2 separate regions of the Mus musculus genome follow, and region 1 is linked to region 2. Evidence: chromatin contacts called from public HiChIP or PLAC-seq data. All regions are on one chromosome and are shown on one strand. The core of a region is the stretch at or near the end of the contact, and the rest is flanking DNA. Distances in the headings are between cores, read along the strand shown. Region 1 overlaps Jag1 (jagged 1). Region 2 overlaps Gm32659 (a long non-coding RNA gene).

Evidence for each region. HiChIP or PLAC-seq counts read pairs in DNA pulled down with a chosen protein or histone mark.
Region 1: an H3K27ac HiChIP or PLAC-seq map of epiblast stem cells shows a contact between it and region 2. The contact joins two enhancer-like sites. A contact is called at or near these places in 4 of 484 Hi-C or Micro-C datasets (embryonic stem cells, muscle stem cells, myocytes and 1 more) and 2 of 115 datasets of contacts at active chromatin or transcription factors (epiblast stem cells and pancreatic cancer cells).

Annotation. Positions count from the first base shown.
Region 1 is chr2:137,096,763-137,101,487 of GRCm38.p6, reverse strand. It overlaps Jag1 (jagged 1), which reads left to right. Exons shown (of 26, transcript NM_013822.5): 5 at 1,372-1,432. Among named protein-coding and RNA genes, the nearest start is that of Jag1, 17 kb to the left of the region's middle. Within about 2 kb of position 2,992, at least 65 of the 459 cell types and tissues checked have an H3K27ac peak or open chromatin away from gene starts, as enhancers often do. A contact at or near this core is called in embryonic stem cells, epiblast stem cells, muscle stem cells and 1 more, where this site is marked.
Region 2 is chr2:136,677,111-136,682,078 of GRCm38.p6, reverse strand. All of the region lies in intron 2 of Gm32659 (a long non-coding RNA gene), which reads left to right. Among named protein-coding and RNA genes, the nearest start is that of Snap25, 34 kb to the left of the region's middle. Within about 2 kb of position 3,293, at least 280 of the 459 cell types and tissues checked have an H3K27ac peak or open chromatin away from gene starts, as enhancers often do. A contact at or near this core is called in embryonic stem cells, epiblast stem cells, muscle stem cells and 1 more, where this site is marked.

The sequences.
Region 1 (4,725 bases), core at 1,743-4,242, 420 kb before region 2:
CAGGGTGGGATGCTGCCGCTATCATTATCTTAGACTGAAGCATGTAGATGCTGTATGTAGAAGATTCTGTTAGTGCCCTGTCTGGAGTCCCCGTTACCAGCTGGTGTCCCCATCCCCCAGCTGCTGTGAGTGTTGGCTGCTAAGAGCTCGCAGCTGCTCCTTCTCCAGGGAGTTGTCCTTGGCCAGGCAGGAGCCACTCTCTGCCCCATCCCTGCAGCGAACAGTTACTGAGTGGCTGACACGGGGGGATGGGGATGTTGGGAAGGCCAGCCTCTTTGCTTTAACACTGTGGAGTAAGATTCACACTCTGGAGGTTCCCCTGGGATCACACTGAAGTCAGACCCCAGCTGAGACCACATCCTTGCTCAGCTCCTCCTTAGGCCTCATCTGGCTCCCCATTCCTTCCTCCTATTACCAAATCTCCTCCTCAGACTGCTTCTGAGAAGAGCCTGATGCCAAACAGGACCAGGCCAAGCCAGTGGTGTTTGAACAGACAGTGCTATGGGCAATGACTGTCACTGAGCTCACATGTCACTGCAGCACGTTTCACTGGGCATCTTTGAGGTTGCGGCATTAAAGGAGGCGGGGGAAGTAGGTGGTAACCTTGGGAGTCCCTTACTGTCTTTTGCCCCTTATACTAGAATTAAATAATTCTAATTCCTAGCAATAGAGTTGGAGGTCACAGCACAACAGATGCTATGCCCTCACGGACATATAATATACCTTGGTGGTCTTGGAAAATCATTAGATAAACTCCTTCTTTTAGCTTTAAATTGTGTGGAATGATGCAGGAGAGGATATTTGGTCTCTGAGGAAGTAGTCCTGTCTCCTGGTATCTGGCGACAGTAGTTTGCTTAAACTGGAATTGATGACAGAAGGAATTGCTCAATATTTTAAAATTCAGTAGCAATTACTGAGGTTCTGTGTTCTTTTTTAAGTGTCCACTTGATTTCTTTCTTTCTGTGAGCAAGTATAGAACAGCTTGTAAGCTTACTTGTCTGCAAGATCAGCTTGCCTGGTTTTTTAGCTCCATGGGATTGTTGAAACCAGGCATTTAGTGGGAGGCTCACCTGAAAATACCATGCTAGGACCATGTTGGGGCAGGGAAGGCAAATGAATGAATGAATATCTTCATTTTTCCTCTTGATGAGGGGGGAACTAGGCCCTGACAGGGCTCAAGGAATAAGCATGTTGAGGAACCCCCTAATCATTTGTCCCCAAACAATGTTGTGACTTGAGGTTCTACTAACATGGCCTTGGAGTTTGAACCTGGATTTATTGGGCCCCCAATTCTATGTACTAGACCATTTACATAACTGTGGCCCGAAAGGCATAGACAGCGCTAATGTAACTTTCCGATTTTTTTTCCAGCTATCTGCCGACAGGGCTGCAGTCCCAAGCATGGGTCTTGTAAACTTCCAGGTGACTGCAGGTAAATGACCAACTAATTGAACTCTAGTAATCAATCACTTTCTCCCCTCCCCACCCCACCCCTGCCCTTTCTCTCCCTTTCTCTTTGATGCAAGACAGAAAAACTGACTTCCTTATGAATGTGCCTCGTTATTTTCTTTGGAGGATGAAAAAATTAGGGGAAAACACAAAACAAAACAAGCACATGAGAAGCATAATGAATCATACCAGCTGTTTGGTGGAATGCACCCTTCTTCATTGGTGCTGGCGGGTGGGTTTAGTCAAAACCCCAAACCAAAATCCTTAATGGGCATAGCTGGCATCTTTGTGTATTAACTGTTCTGTAAATTGGTAAGACCTATTTGTAATCTTCCTTAAGTGCTAATGTACTGGACTGGGACGAAGCTTTGTTTCCCCTGTCTCCTCCTCCACCCTGGCTTTTCCTCTGGCACCCTCCCCCACTTTTCCCATCAATAGGCAAAAGTCCAGCATTCTTTAGAATGGGATTAGTACAATCTCCTGGCCCCTTTGCAGTGGGAGCTGCGCTGTTGCTGGAGGTTAATGGCTGTGCTGGAATCTGCTCGGTGGAGCCTGATGAATGTAGACTTTGCTGCTGGCCTTTGAAGTCTGCTCTTTATGGTCCAGGGACAATACTGAAACCAAACGGAAACCTACCCAGCCTGTTTCCCCTTCCGATGCCGGTTTTGGGGGCTTTTTGAAATGTACATTATGCCAATTTGGAAAAAGACTTGTTTCAGGAAATACCTTTGGGGTCTGTGGCATTTTTGACTGGTCTCAGGCTTTATTCTCCCTGAAGCCTTTCAGAATTAGCAAATTTGATGAGACACTAAGTGGACCCTCTTCAAGTCCTGTCACCTTTGCTCTGAAAGGCTGCACTGACTTGAGCCAAAGACAGTTTTGAAACAGTCTAAAGGCACAAACCCATAGAAGGAGGTGCCTGGTGCCCTTACTAAAACAAAACAAAACAAAAAAACAGTTTTTGGTCACCAAACTGTAGAATTTACAGAGAATTGTTAGAAGTGCAGGTTCCCAGTTCCCACAACTGGCACAGATTTCCCAGGCCTTGGTTGGGCCTAGGAGTCTGTATTTGACAACTTTGCTCAGTGATTTATCCCTCAGCAAACACGCGGGCTACTGCTTTAACCAGCCACCCATAGGTTTAACCTTGATGACTCTTAGCCCCACCCTGAGTTCTCTTCCCCAACCATGGGAGTGCAAACTTGATGCTTAAGAGATCCAAGGCAGCGGGAGTAAACTAAGAACAGGTTGTCCTGGAATTGTTTCTTCCTGCTTTTGAAAGTTGATTTCCAGGAAGCCTGAATAGGATTTGCCCACTAAGGAACGGGCCTGGTCACAGCTGACCCGGCATCCAACAGCATCTTTGTCAGAGGTGGAGCAGAAACCTACCTTCAATGACTCTGCTAATTAAGGCTGTTCTGGAGAAAGTAAGAGCGCTAGTTATTCTCCAGCCTCTGAGCCTGCTCCCTGCTCCGATAGCATCAGCGAGATGTGTGCTACTGTCATCAGAATAAACACCCTGCTGGGCAGGGGAGGGCCCTCCTAGCCAGAACAACAGGCTTTGTTTCCAGAATTGAGCCCTTTCTCTTTCGAAGTCTCACCTCCCACTCCCTGCCCAGACATGCACCAGTGCTCTTATTTACTTAAGGTGCAACTTTCCCACACGCCATTTGCATAGTCTCCCAGCCCAGTTCCTTCTCTCTGCCTTGAAAGAAAATCAAAACAGAACCTTCCAGCTAAGGAAGTTCAGGTTGAGTCCTGCTCCCGAAATAGTTGCATTACAAGTTACCTGTAAGTTGTCTTTTGGGTTATGTATTACATGAGCTTTGTTGTTGTTGTTGTTGTTGTTGTTGACTCACCCACAGGAGAAAACTTCACTGATTTTGTTGGTCTCAGGTGGACTTGGGTTGTCCCTTACTGGGTGTACAGACTGGTTTCGTGCCAGCCTGACAATAATATCAAACTTAATTATGAATCATCATCTCCAGAACGTCAGCTTCTCATGGGGCTGCTAATCATCTATCATTACCCCGGGATAACGTGGTAGATGCCTCTGTTAGGGTCAGGATTTTTATTTGTTCTTGTTTGAAGTCATCCATGGCCTCCTATGGTTGCTTTTTTAGGCTTGGGCATTGAGCCTTCATTAATTAGGAGGTTGGTTGGGTCCTCAGCCGTCCGGCTTGGTTTTATTAGGCAAACTGAAGACGTGTAGTGACGCTTCACTTGGGACAACGCGGGAGGACAGAGGATTGTGGTCCCATCAGTTACCTCATGTCTTCTAAGCTAAGAATATTGATCTGACAGAATGGCTTCCCACCCTCCTACCTCCCACTGACTTGGGTGTCTGCCTCTGAAGAGAATGGTTCCCATCTAGTGGCATACTCTGTCCTTAGATCAGTCTTTTCAATAGTCATTTGTCATTTAAACTGATGGTCTAGTTTAGAGATGCCAGACTCCTGTGTCTGATTAACTTTTAAGCCCCACATTCTAGTGGTTGTCTGTCGGTGTTTGGGTGTAGATAGAGGTTAGGAAGTAGTCAGGATTCTCAAGGGTTCAGTGGCTTCTCAGCCTGGGTGATTAGCTAATAGCTAGATTTCTATAATTTTCCCATGACCAGGATTTGCTCCTTTGCCTCCAGCTCTCTGGAACTGAAAGCAAAGTTCCTCCCCTCCCCCTCCGCCCCCGCCCCCCGCTCCCCGCCCCCCAAGAGTCACAGCAGAGAAGTTCACAGGGCTTTGGATCTGATCCTGCATTTCCCTAGGCCCTGCTCTGGGCTGATTCTGCAGGCCCAACATCTGCTCCATCTTCACTCTGTTATCAGCATGCCGGTGGGTGGCTGGGCCCTGCCTTTCCAAGAGGGCCCTTTGTTAAAGCTTGATTTTGAGAGGGAGGTTCAAATTGCAGAGGGCTTGAAACTAACTTAAGGGGAAAGTGGTTTTGAGACCTTGCCCTGTCCCACCCCAGGTGAAGGTTCATGTTTGTGGTTTTGTTTGGGCATCAGACATTCCATCTGACCTCAAAAGAAGTCTTGAACTCTTAGAAAGGAGACCCAGCTCCCTCAAAGCTAGACAAATCAAGCTTGGCCCCTCTCTTCTGACCCCCCCCCTCTTTTTTTCTAAAGTGAAAAATAACTATAAATCAGCATGCCTGGCTTGGGTAATGGGTCATAAATTATATATGAATTGGTTCCCAGTGTTGCCGTTCCCCGTTCCCCTCTCTCCTTCCTACAGAGATTGGTTTAGAGATCCAGGGCTCTGTAAGGAGGCCATTCTCCTT
Region 2 (4,968 bases), core at 2,044-4,543:
TGTTTTGTTTTTTTATTATCGTTTTGGGGGGAGGAGGAGGTAAACTCAACAATTTTGAGAAAAGTTGGTCAGTTATTTGGGATAATGTTGAGTAAGATTATTCTGAATTTTTTTTCAAAAGTAAACTGGGTTGAGTTTATGGGGCAAAGACCAAGAAGTAAAGTGACATTTTAGCCTATTTTACCAACATGATTGGTCTCTGATAAAGCTAGCCAGATCGTTCCCCATGAGAGCAGAAGAACCAAACAACTGACCCCCCCCCCAAAAAAAATTGCTGCTCTATGCAGTGAGGAACCAAATAAACTACTTTCTAACAACTAAGGCTAGGGGAGATACAACTTCCCAATTTAAGCTTAGTAAGCCAAGGATTCGCAACACCCAGACTTAGAGCAGAGGACGCATTTTCCAGGTCTGCTTTTGACCAAGAAGGGGATGCAAAGCAGCTAGTGCATCATCTTAGCGGCCTGCTGAGTGTTTCTGCAGACCACCCTATTCCCACAACTGTGCCGGCTCTCAGCTTCCTATGCCACTGTTACACGAGCTGGTAAGAACATCTTTAGAATTAGGAGCCCGTTTGCTTTGTCTTGAGGTCCTATTTATTATTAACATGTAATTTAATGTTAATATTTTTCACATTTAACGAATCATTTAACTAATTAACCTACCATGGCTCCTTTTTAAGTTTTCTTTTCTTTCTTCTTTCTTTTTCTCTTTCTTACTTACTTTCTTTCTTTTCATTTTATATGCATTAGTGTTTTGCCTTCATGTATGTCTATATGAGAATGTCAGAACTTGGAGCTACAGCCAATTGTGAGCTTCTATATGAGTGATGGGAATTGAACCTGGGTGCTTGGGAAGAAGCAGTACCTGTGCTCTTAACTGCTGAGCCATCTCTCCAGTCCCCTCCTATCGTTGCTCTTAATGCTCATTGAAGAAATAACTCAAGACATACCTGTTTCAGCTCCCTCACCCTTCTTTTTTTGACAGCCATTAACTGGAAAGTTGAAAAGTACCATTTGTTTCTGCATTTTTGACCATGAACAGCAAACAACCACGTGTTTGGTGTTCTACTATGTCAGAACTTGCTTTTCAGGGTAAAACAAGATAGCATGCAGTTATGTGACAAATTAGCTCTGATAGGATGTCTTGCACTACAGAGGCTCCCATGGTGCCTGTGAAAAGGAAGTCATTTGTTTCTGCTGAGTATGGATATAATTCACTAGACTGGTGATGTCTTTTGTGTTGCCTTGACTTACCTGGGGACTTTCTACAGGTGATGGCAAGATAGAGGTTGAGAACCAGTCTCTAGGATGCTTTGCTGAGTGTTGTTTCCAGAGGAATATCAGACACAGTTACTAGAAGACAGCTGGGAGACAGGCAAGGGTGCCCTCCATGAGAGAGGATACTTTCAGGTTTATTGTGTGTTACAGTCTCCTGGAGGAACCATTAGGAAACACTTGTACAACAGTGATTTTCATAGTTTCAGAGGCAACCTGTGCATCAGTATTATTTTAACCCAAGCGGTTCTAACACACAGCCAAAGCAGAGATTTACTTGTAAATTGGGACTACTGATAACTAATTATGCCTTAGCCCTGGTGGACCTGGCAATATTATAGGTTACTTTAAAGAGTAGTTTCCTATTCTGAGGGAAGTCACAGGTGAGTGTGGTTCAGATGTTGTAGGAGTGTAGACTCAGGTAGGCAGGCAGCAAGGTTAATTGCCCCAAATCTAACGTGTATTAGCAACCACCTCCGGTGAACACAAACTGCCAGCCTCCATGGCAACTTTTCAAGTTCAATTTTGAAGAACTTTTGTTCCTGAAAGCTGAAGGACACACAATGACACCCTCAATTACAGGCTAAATGGAACAGATTAGCTTTGGTGGTCAGAGGCTGCATCCCCCACCCCACCCCCTCCCGTGCCCACTTTAAATGGTCAGAGTTTCCGGAAGGGAGGATCTTTCTGCCTGTGGGGCTCCAGCCTGGCCATTGGAGGGGGTGGAGCGTCCCGGGTCTGCTGCTGCGAGGTGGTGGAGTGTTGTTTTCTCTTAGCTGGTTGGAGGACTGGATTCTCCTCATCTCTAAGAGGGAAAGTTCTGGCCAATCACAAGAAGCCAACTGGAGACTGCGAAAGTGGGGATGAGATGGCAAAAATCTGTTCTTGTTGCCGCAGGAGACGCACCTCTTTCGGTGCGCATAGATGCCCCAGAAACTTGTCAAGCTGCGGCTGGCAGCTGTGACAGTCTCGGCGTGCGTGGGGAGGGAGGTTGTTTAGCTGCGGCTGCTTGGGGCTTGGCACTCAGAATTCACTGTTTTCCCGACTGAAGTTGAACTCTGGGCCTGGAGTGGGGCCGGGGCTTCTATTAGAATTTTAATATGGGAGAAATGAAGTGAAGAGCTAAGGAAAGGCAAAGGGGAAAAACATGGGGCGGAAACTCCACCCCATCTCTTTGATTCTTGCCCACATCCCTCACCGAATCTGTTTCCTAACCTGTAAAATGGGCACTTAAATGCTTTCGGAGACTCTTACTGGCTCTAGATTTGCAGGTTATGGTAGAGAAGCAGGCAAGAGCCACTAGTCTGTTTGCCTTACAATCAAGTGGTATTTTGAGGACAGCATTTTGAGCCTTCTCATATTTTATGAGCAAAAGACGCAAAAGACTTTCCCCCAACCCCGAGAACCTTGGCTTTGATTTCAGTAACATAAATCTTGGGAGGACCCCCACTGCTACAGAGGGCTTTAGTTTCTATACAACCGAAGGGTGGGCTTCGGCACTGCAAATTAGGAATGCCCCACCCCCGCTTACTCCTGCTTGTTTTATTTTGTTTTGTTTTGTTTTGTTAGGTTTTGTCTTTCTGATCTTCTCCCGCCCTCTGCTCTCCCCTTCCCTTCCTCTTCTCCCCACTCCTTCCTCTTAGTGTTGTTTACTGATCTCCCAAATTCTGATGACGCTCTGGGCACCTCGCCAAACGCGAGGGCCCCCGAATCCACCCGGGGGTGGCATAGAAGTCTCTGGTCTAAGGCGAATCTCCGCGGGGCAGATGTAGGACTAACAAATAGTGACAGGGCAGTGAGTGTGCAGTGCCCCGAGGCCCCCGCGGAAATGAGCACAGGCTGTTTGGAAAGCCGGAGGGACCCCTGACCCAGGGGATGCCGCATCTCGCCCCCGCCGCAGCCTGCAAGGGCGGGGGTTGAGGCTCCAGCGCCCCGCAGCCGCAGTGACTCAGGAGGCCTCCCGCCCGCGTTCCTCCGCCACCCGCTCACTGCGGCACCGGGGACACGGTTCCTCCGCCCACAGCCTGCACCGCGTCCCCGGCGCCCTCCCCGCCGGCTTGCCCGGGCTGTGCCACCCCCACTTTCTGTCCGCAGAGGCGGCTACGCAGGAGGGGAGGAGGGTGTTTGCTCCTAGATTGTTCTGCACTGGGAGAGCTGCGGGAGGGAAAAGGGGAGACAGGACCATTGGAATGACTCAGGGTTTTTTGAAGCAGCTAAGCCATAACAGAGGCCTCACTCCAGGATCGGGGAAAGCCAGCAAGAGTCCTTAGAAGTTTCTGGCCTTAAAAACAGCTTCCTACCCAGACTCCCAGCTTGAATTCTGCAGGAGCGTAGAAATGCACTCATAATTTAAAGCTCTAAGAATATCTGTATTACTTAGAAAAAGGGAAATAGGGTCTGGAGGCCTCGAATATCCTCAAAATAACCATTCTGCTGGTTCCCAGTCCATCTTTGGAAGGTAGTTACAGCTAGGATCCTATCAGTATTAACTAACCAAAAGACACATCTTAGGATAGCTCCCACCTCCAGGAGCCATAGACTCTCCTGCTAAGATAGAGCTAGAGGGACCCTTCTCCCTCCTGAGTCACTGTGGCAGCAGATTGAAGAGGCCCCTCGGGGCCTCGATGTGCTTTTGCTTCAAGCTAGATGGTCAGTGACATGTTTCATAAAGGACCCGGTTCTAAGTCCTGCCTCACAGAGAGGCAGTGGGAAGCTCTCTGTTTCTCTAGGCCATACCAGCTCGATTCCCCCAAAAGAAGAGAGCTGTCATTTCTCCATACATCAGTCAAGATTCTGGAAGCAAAGAAAGACCATTGTTTACCGCATATCTTCCTGTCCAAAGTCGGTGCTAAGCTGAGAGGACCCTCCATGATCGCCACCTGCCATGTCTCACCCTCTGGTCTCTATGTGCCCTTACTTTAGTCTAGTCATGCTGTTTCTGTTTTTTAAACTCCCCGCTGATCATCTATCTCTGCCTCTGGGTCTTCGGGCATGCTGGATGGCCCCTCCACAGGTAAAGTGCCCCCCACCCCCATGCCTCAAAGGCCATCCTACCCAAAATAGATCCTGTCTATCACAGCTGTGCTGAGTTTTCCCCTTTTGCATTTACTTCATTATGCATTATTGTTCTGTAAATAGAACATCTCCTCTAAAGAATGAGTTCCTTGGGATCTAGGGCTTTATCTTGTGAATTGTTCTAGTGCCCATGGCTGGCACATTGTAAGTGTTTGATGAATATGTAAAGAAAGAAGAAGACCAGGCCATGAGCTTGCTCAACTTCATAAGTTAATGACCTTTCCTCAGAATATCTGTTGTCTCCCACTCAAACTGGTTGGCTAGAAATGATCTTGAACTGACGTCAGATTACACCATGACCTATGAACAAGCTGGACACCTAAGTAAGATGTAGATTTTAGTATTTCCCCGATCTCTCTGTAAGCTGAAATACCCCATTACTTTGGAATGTAAATATTTTAAAGCTGTTATTCAAATAGATGTCGGCATGCTCACAGTATAGCCAGTGTTATCTCTATATTTTTGTACTTCTCAAGGCTTGGAGGGATGCCAACATTTATAAAGCGTATGGACTTCTTACTGTAGCTCATTCAGCCCACTAAGTTATTGTAGTCAACTGGTCAACTGCCAGTCGACAACAGAATCCTAAGGTCTGTACTGGCATGCTGCAATGTGA